Regions from separate parts of the Gossypium arboreum genome. Here region 1 is linked to region 2. Evidence: chromatin contacts called from public Hi-C data. All regions are on one chromosome and are shown on one strand. The core of a region is the stretch at or near the end of the contact, and the rest is flanking DNA. Distances in the headings are between cores, read along the strand shown. Region 1 holds the start of LOC108471287. Region 2 overlaps LOC108473593 (pentatricopeptide repeat-containing protein At5g67570, chloroplastic).

Region 1 (6,393 bases), core at 1,238-3,737, 280 kb before region 2:
TGATGAGCTATCATGCATGCCTGTAGGGTGCGTAAAATGTGCAGTGTCACTCCTGCGAGACTCAGCCTACCAATGGTGGAATACTCTCGTTTCTGTTATACCGAAAGAGTGAGTAACTTTGGAATTCTTCCAAGAAGAGTTTCGGAAAAAGTACATCAGTTAGAGGTTTATAGATCAAAAGAGGAAGGAATTTTAAAATTGAAGCAAGGCGAAATGACAGTAATAGAGTATAAGCGTGAGTTCGTGAGACTCAGTAAGTACGCTCGGGAGTGCGTGTCTACCAAAGCCACCATGTGCAAGAGGTTTGAGGATGGCCTTAATGAAGATATTCGAGTATTTTTTGGCATCCTGGAATTAAGAGAATTTGTCGTGCTGATAGGACTTAAACCACTTGTTGTGTTAGGATTAAAGATAACGGATTTTCTCATCGAGTTAGGCTCCGCAGGCGTAGAGAAACTAAACTGCATAAACAATTTTGTATGCCTTGTTTTTGTTGTGTTTCTCGTAGTTCCATCTTTAATGGCTTGAATGCAACCATCACTTATGTGCTTTGTTTTTCTTAAGCAATTATCAACTAAAGGTTCCAACATGCTTATCAACCCCAAAATGAAAATGAATTTCTGAGTGAACCTAAAAGAAGTAAGAAAAGAATAATAGAAAAAAAAAACTTTGTCCCTAATTGTCACATGTTTAATGTTTAAAAAGATACTATCACTTTAGATGAAGCTTTATCTTCTTTTGATTTTGATTTGTAGACAAAAAGAGGACATTTTTTTTTGATATACTATCTCATGTGAGTAAAATAACATTAATAGAAGTTCTAATTACAGTTATTGTCATCAATGATTAGAGAATCCATCAAATGGATGTAAAAACAATTTTTTTAAATGGTGAGTTCGGAAATTTTTTTTGTAAAGAGTAACCCTGTATCTATTTCCCTTAAACGAAAATCTAAAACACCTAAAAATTTTATTTTTCACATGGTAAAATGAACTGAAGTGAATGAGAGATCCATATGAAAGAATCCAAACAATTTTTTAGTTCAGGGTAAAAAAATTAAAGAAGAGAAATATATTAAATGAATTTTTTAGTGTATTTTATTTATTAAATGAATTTAATTAAATAATTTAAAGTAATTTAATGTCATTTTTATAAGTTAATTACACATGTCACTTTCTCGATAAGTTGGCGTTGTTAATGTCTTTAAAAATATAAGGTTAAAATATATCATAATCTTTCTAGTTTTTGTAGATTTAGAATTTGAATTTTATATTTTTATTTTTAGGAATTTAGTTTTTCTATTGTTTAGATTTTAAAATTCAAGTCAAATTGTTAATACTGTTAAAATTATTTTGTTAAATTTATGATCATTACAATGTTTCCTTTTTAGTTATATTCTTACCAAGTGAATATTTTTATTCAAAATGTCACACCAACAATTTTAATGAAAAAATTAACAGTGTTAATAATCGATCTTGAATTTTGAAATCTAAAAATAGGACTAAATTTTGAAAATAAAAGTACAATGACTATTAGGTTCCTTTTGGATGGATAGTGAGATTGACTCTGATCAAAGTAAAAACAACAGTGGCAGTGAGTTTAGTTATTATAAAGTAAGATTGAATACTATAACGGTGAAATTAAAATCAATAATGATATATATATATATTTAGAATTTTAACGATAATGATGAAATTATAATTAAAATGAACATTAACTATATTAAATTAAATTCATATATAAATAATTTTATTAATGAATTTATTAAACATCTACTAATTATATGTATATCTATTTTTTTATTGCTCATATAGTTACTTATTGATGATTAATTAAATTATTAAAAAATAAAATATATAATAACAATAAAAATAAAAAAACTTTTGCTTAATATTTAACTTTTTAATAGAAAATGGTTTAAGAGACCCACCCATACCTTTTAAAATATATGTAAACGGAAAAACAAAGCCTCTTCAAGTAAATTACCTATTTGTCCTAAGCTTGAGGTGAACCTGTGGAGTTAAACATACAAGTAGGTCAAAGTTAAGGATTGAGCCCAAAAATCCTGCACACTCAAATAAATAGCCTGTAAATTAGCTATTTGTCCTAAGGTTTGGACAAATTTTAGGACTCCCTGTGTACTAAGATTCCTAGTTTTGGACCATATTCATGTACATCATGCCAATAAATTTAACTAACCAAATTTTTTTTTTTCTCTTTTCTAAATTTAGGAAACTGTTTAAGCAAAGTTAATATCAAATATCTTTAATTAATCAAATTTACACGTTTTCATAATCAAACACAGATCACGTTTGAAGCGGTAAACATCATTAACCATCAAGTCATCATATAAATTCTATTATTAATATACATTATTAATATATATAACTATTGAAATTATCTAATAAAAAATAAACAATTAAACATATTTCAATTATTTAAATTATATAAATCGTCCCATATTAAATATCTTTCACATACATATTTTAGAAGCTTGGGTTAAGGGTGTGGACTATTATTTGGGCTTTCACTTTTCTGACCTAACACCCCTAAAAAAACTGTCCTCTCTCTTCCACATTTACGCTCCCTTTTTCATCATCAAGTACTTGCTGATATCATATAGGCACCGAAGATCAGCCATTTTCCTTTGCTTTTCCCATGGCCTAAAACTTCTCTGCTTTATTTCACTTTAACGTGTATATATAACCTCAAAGTCTGTTCCATTCAACAGTAGTACGCTCATTGTTTCCGAGTGTAACTACGTTGTGCTGTAAAGATATGGGAAATTGCCAAGCAGCTGAAGCAGCAACCGTGGTTATTCACCACCCAGGGAACAAGATCGAGAGGATTTACCACCCTGTTAGTGTCAATGAAATCATGACCTCAAATCCAGGGCATTACATTGCACTTGTGCTAACCTCGCCCACGTTGAAAACCCAACATGGGATGCCTTTGAAGCAACTCAAGCTTTTAAAACCAGATGACACACTATTAGTCGGCCATATCTATCGACTCATTAGCTTTGAAGGTAATTTATTCTCTTAAATCTTTTTACGTCTATAGTTTTTGCCTTTCGTTTAATTTGTTTTCTTTTAGTAGATGTTATGAAAGAGTTTGCGGCAAAGAAGTGCACGAAGCTTGGGAAACTGTTGAAAGAAAGAGGAGGGATTGGGGTTGGGATGGAGTTGAAGAGAAAGGATTTGACCAACGATTCCGATCTGAAACCCAAACTGAACCCCAAATCTGGGAACTGCAGTTCGGTTATTAAGGTAATAAAAAAAATAATAAAAAAAAAGCTCAAAGCGACTTTGAACACTACTGTTTCAAGTTTCGTCTAAGTTAACAAAAACTGTCAGAACAGGTGACATAAGCTTCTGAAATGAGTTTTAATTTTGGGTCTCGAATTTCAAGAAATGTAATTAATCTTTACTACCAATTCATTAGTGCCTAAGAAATGAGTTTTATGGGGTTTTTTTCTCGGTCGGTAAGTTTAAAAAAAAAAAGTTATCGTCTCAAAAACTGAGAACTAGGAAGAATCTGAAGTCTGAACTTTGTTTAACAACAGATCTCGAGGTATCTAATTGAAAAATTAATTTCCAACACTTGACGTACATCAATACTGTTGAAAAATCTTCTTTAATGATATGTTACTGTTAAGTTGAACTCACAACAACTGGTCATTATTGATATATCTACTTTAATTATGATCATTAATCAACCATATTTCACCATGCATGTTTATGAGAATGTAGCCTAATGGCTTGTCTTCATAGTAAGGTAGTGCGAACAGAAAAGGATCTAAATTTCGTGGAAAGCTTGGGTTTAGTACAAATAAATAATTGAACCCCCAAAGAAAAGCTTATGCAATTGTCATTGTCTCATGGGGTTCCTTTGTCCAATTTGTCCTTTTAGATAAAATTTCCCATTCTTTTTCTACCGTGTGTGCAGGTGAAGCAGGAAGTTAACAGACAGGGAAGCAGTGGTGGCAGCAGAAGTAGGTATACGGGAAGGCATCATGGTGGAGGTGGGGGGCAATGGAGGCCAGCTTTGCAGAGCATTGCAGAGATTGGGACTTGAACTCAAATAGCTTTCATATCTCTATTCCAGGACCATTGCAGGCTTTCCCCTTTGTCATTTCTCTCCTCAGTCCCAACTCCCCTACAACCAATAAAAAGCAAGCAAACAACTATATAAAGCCATAGACATAACAATCCATCCTTTCACTCTTCCCAATGCCTTCCTAGTATTTATGTTTTGATGTAAAACCTTATTAATCACTTAGAACATCAATGAATGTAATGAACCACTTCCTATCTCAACATCGAAACTCAATATTTCCAACTTTTTTTTTCCTTTTTTGGGATCATTTTAGTTATGTTAGTAGAATTTAGAAAATTGGGAAAACAATTATCTAGGTAAGACTTTGGATCTGAAAGAACTTGAACAACCCAAATCATTTTTCACATTACCTTCAACCCATTTCATATATTTTTCTTTGCTCTCAATTTAAGTCTAAGAGTTATCCATGAGGGTTCGCTCAACGGAAGTGAATTGAGTTTTGGGCGAACTTGATCACTCCTAGCCACCGGGGACTAGGGACTTTTTCTAGATAAAAGAAAACTCAGGTGTAAGAGTTTAATATTACTACGTAACTAGACAGTATACAAAAAGAAGGAAAGATACATTGGGATTTAGTGGAAGGCCCCCAAAAAGGAAGTGAAGACAAAATGCAAATGTGATGGTCCCGAGCTTTATTTCAATGAGGGACTGCAGAAACACCTAACAAATGGTAGTGGGATGGGAACATCCTTCTCCACTTAGAAAGCTTTTATCTGTTTCAAGTTTAGAAATATGGTACAATGTGGTTTTGTTTTGTTATTATGGTTTGAAACTTTGAATCGTTGATCAAACATCACATTTACTTTTCCCCTTGTTTTGGGTACATTCTGTCTCCTTTAATGGATTCATCTTTTAGGACATGTTTTCTGTACACCAAAGTTCATAGGGAGCTGCATTTTGGACAACTTTTAGTTTTTATTGCTGTCAAAAGACAATGATTTGATCGGTTGTGGGCTTCAATTGCTGTGTGGTTTATAAACTCTTGCAATTTTTCTAGCTGCAAATCCTATTTGTATTATAATTGTTAAGAGTAATTAAGGTTTGGTGTTAACTGTAATATATATTGGTACAATGATGATTGTAAACATATAGATCACAAATCACAATTTCAAATTTGATGCATGAGATTTAATTAAACCATTGATTTTCACATGCATTCCAAAAGGTTCTGCTTTTTTTCCTGAGTCCAGCATACGATCAAAGGAATTAATGCAACATTTGGTGTTAAAATTAAATAGAATGTGGAATATGATATTTGTATTTTAAAAAACATATGACCTAGAACAATATTTTACAAAAATATTTAAATGCACCTAGCTGATTTGACAATAGCCTATTAAATAAGGACACGTAACAATTTTATATTTGTTTGACTACTATTGTACACGTGCCATCATATCTGTATACATCTAATCCAGTAATGGTAAATTGCTTTCCGGAGTAAAAATTTAATTTTATTTTCCTAAAATTTAGTTTTTTTTATTTTATTTTCAAAGGAGTTTTTCGATTTCTTTTAAAATTTAAAATTTAGATTTAATTGTTACCATTATTAAAATTTTTATATCAAATTTATTATTATAACATTTTAAAATTTAAAAGAAAATCACTTGATAGTGAAACAATGAAAATTAAAGTTGAAAATGCTAATGTGAATTTTCAAAATCGTTACGATGAAATAAATATTATTTTGGGATAATGTTCTTAAAAAAATGGGCGTAGCATTAGAACTGAAATAGTTAACAATATTAACTATTTATACTAACTAATGATATTATAAAAGTAGAGGGTCTAAATTATGTCAATAATTAAAATATATATTTTTAATCTATAGGGACAAAATTGAAATTTAACTATTATTTTATAATGTTAAAAAAAGTAAGGCAAACCCAAAAATGTATTAGTCTCTAAGATTTTTAAATCATTCAAATTAATTATATAAACTTTTAATTGAAAAGTTACTAATATTAACTATTTAAATTAATTAATATTATTAAAAATATAAAAATTAAATAATATTAGAAATGAAAATATAGAGATGAAATCTGAATAATAAAAACTTAAAATGAAATTTAACATTTTCTTCAAATATGATATGGGAGAATCTTTCTACTTTTACATCTATCCCTATACATAAATACAATCCCCATAAGAGGAGGATGTGACAACTGTCTTTTAAATTAAAAAAAATTAAGGAATGGTTTATTTTAAGTTTTGGTGCTTTTATTATCTTCAAATTTAAGATTTAATCCTTACATTTTAATTTGATTTAGTTTG
Region 2 (6,335 bases), core at 9-2,508:
TAGTAATGAGATAAGGATGAACTGTGATTACTGTACACCACCAATATTAATCTAATCTTGGCAGGCCAAGAAATAAAGCATACAAAAATTGGACCCATTTTCCTTTTTTGGCATGCATCCCCTCCAATAAAAAATCTTTTGCAATATTATCTTTTAAGTAATTAGAGGAGAAGTACTCGTCTTTTGCTGTTATTTTACTTAAATAATTCAAAAATAATAATTAATTATGTAAATGACCCTGAACCATGAATATTTATTTAAATAATTTAAAATGAATAATAAAATTTAATTATAGAGACTAGATGACTGGCACCAAAAAGATAATTTTTAAAATTTTAAACATTAAATGACCGACACTTATTTTTTTGGGTACTGACACACTAATGGCCGACTCCTTTTATTTGATTAAAAATTTATTTTTTTAGAGGTTAGATGCCGAACAACAAAGGCTCAAACTCACCCAACAAAAGAGATAAAATATTACAACATTAACCCCTCTATGTTTTCTCATCTTTTTATTTCCTAAATTTGATTACTTAAAATATAAAACATGTAATTAAATTTGAGAAATAAAAAGATTTAAGAAAATATGGAAGAGTTAAATTACAATATTCTTATCCTTTTATTAAGTGAATTTAGGTCTTTATTGGTGAAACTTTGACCCTCCCAAAAATAATTTTTAATTAGATAAAAGAGTATTAATCATCAATGTGTCAATATTCAAAAAAATTTTCAAAAATACAAAAAATACAGAATTACCAACTATCTAATGTCCAAAACTCAAAAAATATTTTTTAATAAAAAAATAATGGTGCCAACCGTCTCTTCCTATAATTTTATTAGTTATTTAAATAATTATTTTTAAATTTGAATCATTTACGTAATTAATTAATTAAATAAAATAACCCACTTTTGTAAAAAAGAGATCAAATTTTCACTTTGTCCCACCTTCCTAAAATAGAATCTGCCTCCCTCCCAAAAGTTTCAATGAGTTGAATAGAAAAGCTATTAATATCTGAAATGTAAACAGGTGTTTGCTATAATCACAAATAGGTTTACATAAATGTCCGAAAAACAATATAAACCCATTTAGATGAAAAAAGCACAAGTAGATTATTGACTACTTTCTTTACTCAATCTGTGCAAAATATGGCCGCTTTGCTCAACTTGGTACTTTATCACAAGCGGATGGAAGTTTTTTGCACTTTCATAAAACGTATGAGAGGAGTGAAGACACTTAAAAGCTTTGAAAAAGAATACACAAAACCCAGAGACCTTATTGATTACTGCAAAGGAGGAAAAGAAAAAGGGAGGCAATGAGAGTGCAGGTCAGAGATATGAAGGTTTTATAGAGGGTGCTTCTAGGGCAACATTTTGGAGTGGTGCCAAAGCCAGCAGCATTAGGGCAGCGGGCAGGGAAGGGAGCGGTGCGTATAAGGAAGGTGAGTCTGGGGCAGCTGACCAAAAATAAAGAAATAAGGCAAGTTTCTAATCCTGGCTCTGCACAAATCTTGAAGCACTATTCATTCTGAGTTGTGACGTGTAATTAATCTGTTTTAAACTACTGTACGTGGAATATCCACGCTGCTGCAACGTGGACTCCACGTCTGCATTAAGCTCGGGTATAGAAAGAATATCGCTACTAATACCATTGCCACACATTATAATTTTATAATAAAAAGAATTGACGTCATGCACAAAGGAATAGGAATGATTGCGATAAAATATTTGAATTGGTAAATTTATCTAAAAATTTAATTTTGTTAATTATCCTAAATTATTTAATTATTATTATTTGAATTCAAATCTAATTAAATATTATCATTCGTCATATATTTAAATTCAAAGAACGATAAAATCATTTTTTAAAATTTATATTTAAAATTATAATTATAAGTATTTTATAATAAGTGAATTCAAATATTTAAATCTAAATATACATTTGTTATTCAAATAAGCAATGTTGATTTGAGTAAAGAATATCTTGGATATCTATTTACAATTACTCGAATCCGCATTAGATAATGATTTTGAAATTGAATATAAATAGTATTTAAATCCATAATATCTAAATACATAAAACAGATTGGATATTTGAAAATATCTGAATCTATAAATCAAATTGTCATCCCTATTTAGGATACATCCAAATTTGGAGGCCAATTTATATCAAATTAATTTTATTTTTGAGATTTTTCAATAATTTCAGATTTAGATTATTTAAATTTAAATTATTTTTGTTTGGATTGGGATTTTGATTATTCAAATCTAAGTTTTTATTTTGAATTTCTTAAATTATATATATTTTTTATTTCAATAAATATAAATGTCAAGTATCACGTTTTAAATGGTTGGAGGTATGACGTAGCACATTTTAATGTCAATTGACTTTTTTAACATTATTACAAAATTGAACTGACTTAGATAAATATGGGTGCAAAGCATAAAATGTTGAAAATGGAGTATAGTTGAAGGTGAAATTTAAGTGAGTTAAAATTTTGAAATGATAACACTCTCCTTCCCTTCGTTTTGTAGAGGTTGCTAATATACATAAACCTTCAACCCATTCGATTTTCATAGTGCTTTGGAAGTTTTTTGAGCAATTTTTTTATTCTAAGTGTTGTGGGTGGAGGTTATCATGTATTGATTCATATTTTATTTTTGAATCTATCAAAGCCTCGTTTAATCTTTACCTACCCATGTCTCTTTGATTTTTTTTTTACATATCTTAGATTATATGAAATATGTTTAAGGTTCTTCATACTTGATTTGGAATTTATGCATAAAATTGTGTATTGGGCTTAGCTTTTTTATAGTTGTGATATCTGATGATTTTTTACCATTATTGTGTATTTTTCAACATTAGGTAATAAGAAAAATGGCCAAATTCAATCATTACAACCCTTAATATTTTTAATTTATAACCTATCTTCAATCAATATTTAGAAAATTTCATTAAAACACCCCTAAGTTATTAGAAATTCCAAGTCCAACTCGTTATCCTTTTATTAGGATAAGGCTAATATCTTTTGAGAAAAACTTAAACCCATTAAAATTGAAGGTCAAGCTAAATCGGTCCAAGTTAATGAACCAAATCAAATCGAGTTAAAGCTGTTCAAGTCAATCAAATTAGATAATATCAAGTCAAATCAAAATCAATAATGAAATTAAAACGTTGATCGAGGATTGATGAACACGTAACAATGCATGGACAGTGCAAGGTGTTGGGGGCGCGGGGGGCATGGGCCCTATTTGAAGGTTTGACGATGGGTGAGACATATAAGTAATAGGGTGTTTTCTAGCATCTTATGGCTCATATGATGTTTTTCTCTAGTTGTATTATTTTGTTATATGCCATGTTTAAATATAATATTAATAATTTATCTTTTGATGTCATATGATTGTGTACACTTAAGTATTTTAGACTATTCACAACATCTATATGCATTAAGTAGTGATATTCTAATTATCAGGTAAATAACATCTAATTAATCATGTTAATACATTTATTTTACCTATAACAAAGAATAATACTTTCTTGATTACTTAGGATGAAATAAATGCTATTTTTTTTAATTAACCCACAAGCATTATAAAGTATAAGTAATAGTTTCACCCCTAAAAGAAAATGAATCATATTATGTATTGTCTTAAAGATTTTATTATATGTTGATTCATTTACTATTTATTATATGATTTTGCATTGATTAACTCATCATTTTGTTTGATGGATTGTACTTCAAATGTTATTAAGTAAGTATATTTGTTTATTCTCTGATAACAATGTATAAATTTTTTACTTGAGTGATGATAATTATAACAAATGGAAAGAGGTTGTCTTACTATATCATGGTGTATTGACTTTGATTGTTCTCTCCAAAAAGAGAAGTCATTGATGGCTAATGTTGGGAGTACTCAAGTTGAGATCACTTTATACAAAAGATAGAAGTGACCCAATTGTATCTCACATAATATTGCAGGTCAATATTGAATTATGAGAAAGTTAAGGATTATATGGAAGCTGTTAATGCTCAATGTGAGACAACTTATAAGACTAGATATCACCTTTACAAAGTAGACTGACATCAATGAAACTTATTGGTATTAACATCCATGAAGATTAATAATGATTTCTTGATACATTACATCTTGAAGACTTAAAAGTCTTTCTCGTCTCACTATAATCCTTTTAAGATATTATACAATTTAGAATTATTTTAAGCTTAAGTAAATAATCTAAAATAAATAAATTCTGGTCTACTTAACCAAATCTAAATTCGAGTATGATTACATATAAAAAATATTAACAGCCCTGCAACGCCCATCCCTAAGGATAGTATCACATTAGTTTTATAACACATTAGGGCTTAATTATAATATTTTAATATTGAGTAAGCTACCCATTACCCACTCTAAAGTTAAGTTATTTCCAAATGAACAAAATCATGTTGGAAAAATCAATCATAATAATTAATTAAAATAACAAGTAAAATAATAAATTAAATTAGAGAATTAAGAATAACAAGCAAAAATAATAAATAAAAGATATTACATAAAATAATAATAATAATAATAAATTTAAGAAATTAATTAACATAATAGCAAGTAAACGAAATAAAAAAACATCATTAAAAGATTAGCATCCGCTTAACAATAAACAAATAAAAATAAAATCAATAATTTAGAATAAAGTTAGAAAAAAAAAGTAAAAATGGGAATTAGAATGTTTGAATTTAAACGAATAATTGGAGTATTGAATATGCTTGCATCTAATAATTTAAGCGTAGAAAGAAGCAGAGGCCAACTAAATATTAGAAACCTTAAGTGGGGCTGCGGAAGCTTACAAAGGACCTTTCATATGAGACCGATAATTGACATTTTCTAAATCCCGCCTCTACCTTTGCCTGCATGTGACAAATTGACAATAAAAACACTCCTTATTCAACCATTTTTTAACCTTTTGGGGGTATTATATTAAGAGTACCATTGGTTAGGACTGTAGGAGACGACAATTAAAATACAAGTTTCAGGGACTTCAACAGAGCAACTATTTTAACCTGGAATCTCAAAATTGACAATTATGTGATCATAGACAAAAGAATAATCAGTATATCATAAATTTGGCAATTAAGACATGAAAAGCAAATTTCTAAAATTCAAACCCTTTAAGAGCTCAGCCATTAACCAAGTTCTTATCCACATTATATATATATACACACACACATCAGCTGTTACCATTTTGCTTTCTAATCTGCTCGTGCAATACTTCCTCTCCCATTGCCTAAGCCTCGATCTTTACATCAATCAAGTTTAACACTGCTTGCCTAGAATGTTAGACCTGTTCCCAATATCTCCCTTAGAAGTTGAAGTGTTGATAATAGGATTACTCTATAGGACCCACTTCCTGGGAAATACTTCTGTTTCTGCTTCATTCTCTTCCCCTCGAAGATCCTCACCTCTGCCTCTGGGTGCCAACCTGTTCTTTAATCCCAAAACTTCAGTTCTGAGAATGCTATGGAAATGGTTCCACTCACATCTGCCCAAGATGGAAAGGGAAGTATATCCCATCACTTTCCCTGCTTTTCTTCCATGATTCCAATATTTCTTGTGCAGAAGGCAATTTTGACGTAAGAGAATCATTATCCTCATCGATTAGCAAATCCATTTCAGTATTACCACCAACTGGAAGGTCGGTTTCAGCCTCATCAGTATCTTCGGTATACTCATCTAGGTTTAACAAAGGGACCTGCTTACCAGAACCATTAGTAGGCTCACCAGATGTAACATCATTAGTAAAATCCCCTGTGCAGCTGTGTTTTTTAGATGCACTATCATCTGCATCGACACCACCCTCTTCGTTCTTTCCAGCATTGGTAAGAGACAACATAGCAAATGATGTATCAGTTGCTTTTAATGGAGGATATGTGGCTGCTTTACCTTTCTCATTCCCGGAAATACTTGGAATATTTAATCTCTCACTACCATAAGTTTCCCCAAAGTTACCAAAGGACATGGAACTGGTAGACGGGGCAGATCCACAAAGAGATTGCAAAGATCTTAACAAGTTTGAGACTGTGATTTCAGATGATAACTCAGAACTGGAGAGTGCATCAAACAGTTTCACTAAACAACCTTGAGTAATCCTGTCTCTATTTTTCACAAAAAGGTCAGTCCACTGCTTTTCACTAACTTGAAATGGAGCATGAGCCATGGTATTGACCAAGGTGACAGCCTTCTCATAATTACTTTGCCAAGTAGCTTGTATCAACATCTCAGTGAAGATCAGAGGATGTGGAATCTCTCCACCTTCCAAAGAGGCATCAAAGGCATGTTCT

What was found. A called contact is a pair of places that touch in the nucleus more often than the background predicts.
Region 1: a Hi-C map of leaf shows a contact between it and region 2, with 1.9 times the contacts expected there. The contact joins the promoter of LOC108471287 here to the enhancer-like site in region 2. A contact is called at or near these places in 2 of 5 Hi-C or Micro-C datasets (both in leaf).

What each region holds. Positions count from the first base shown.
Region 1 is chr11:41,529,420-41,535,812 of ASM2569848v2, reverse strand. It overlaps LOC108471287, which reads left to right and starts at 2,487. Exons shown (of 3, transcript XM_053021079.1): 1 at 2,487-3,028; 2 at 3,097-3,269; 3 at 3,949-4,997. The coding sequence starts at 2,779. The coding sequence ends at 4,077.
Region 2 is chr11:41,246,719-41,253,053 of ASM2569848v2, reverse strand. LOC108473593 (pentatricopeptide repeat-containing protein At5g67570, chloroplastic) reads right to left here. Exons shown (of 9, transcript XM_017775260.2): 9 at 5,051-6,335. The coding sequence ends at 5,531. Among protein-coding and RNA genes, the nearest start is that of LOC108473593, 6.9 kb to the right of the region's middle. Within about 2 kb of position 1,258, at least 2 of the 2 cell types and tissues checked have an H3K27ac peak or open chromatin away from gene starts, as enhancers often do. A contact at or near this core is called in leaf, where this site is marked.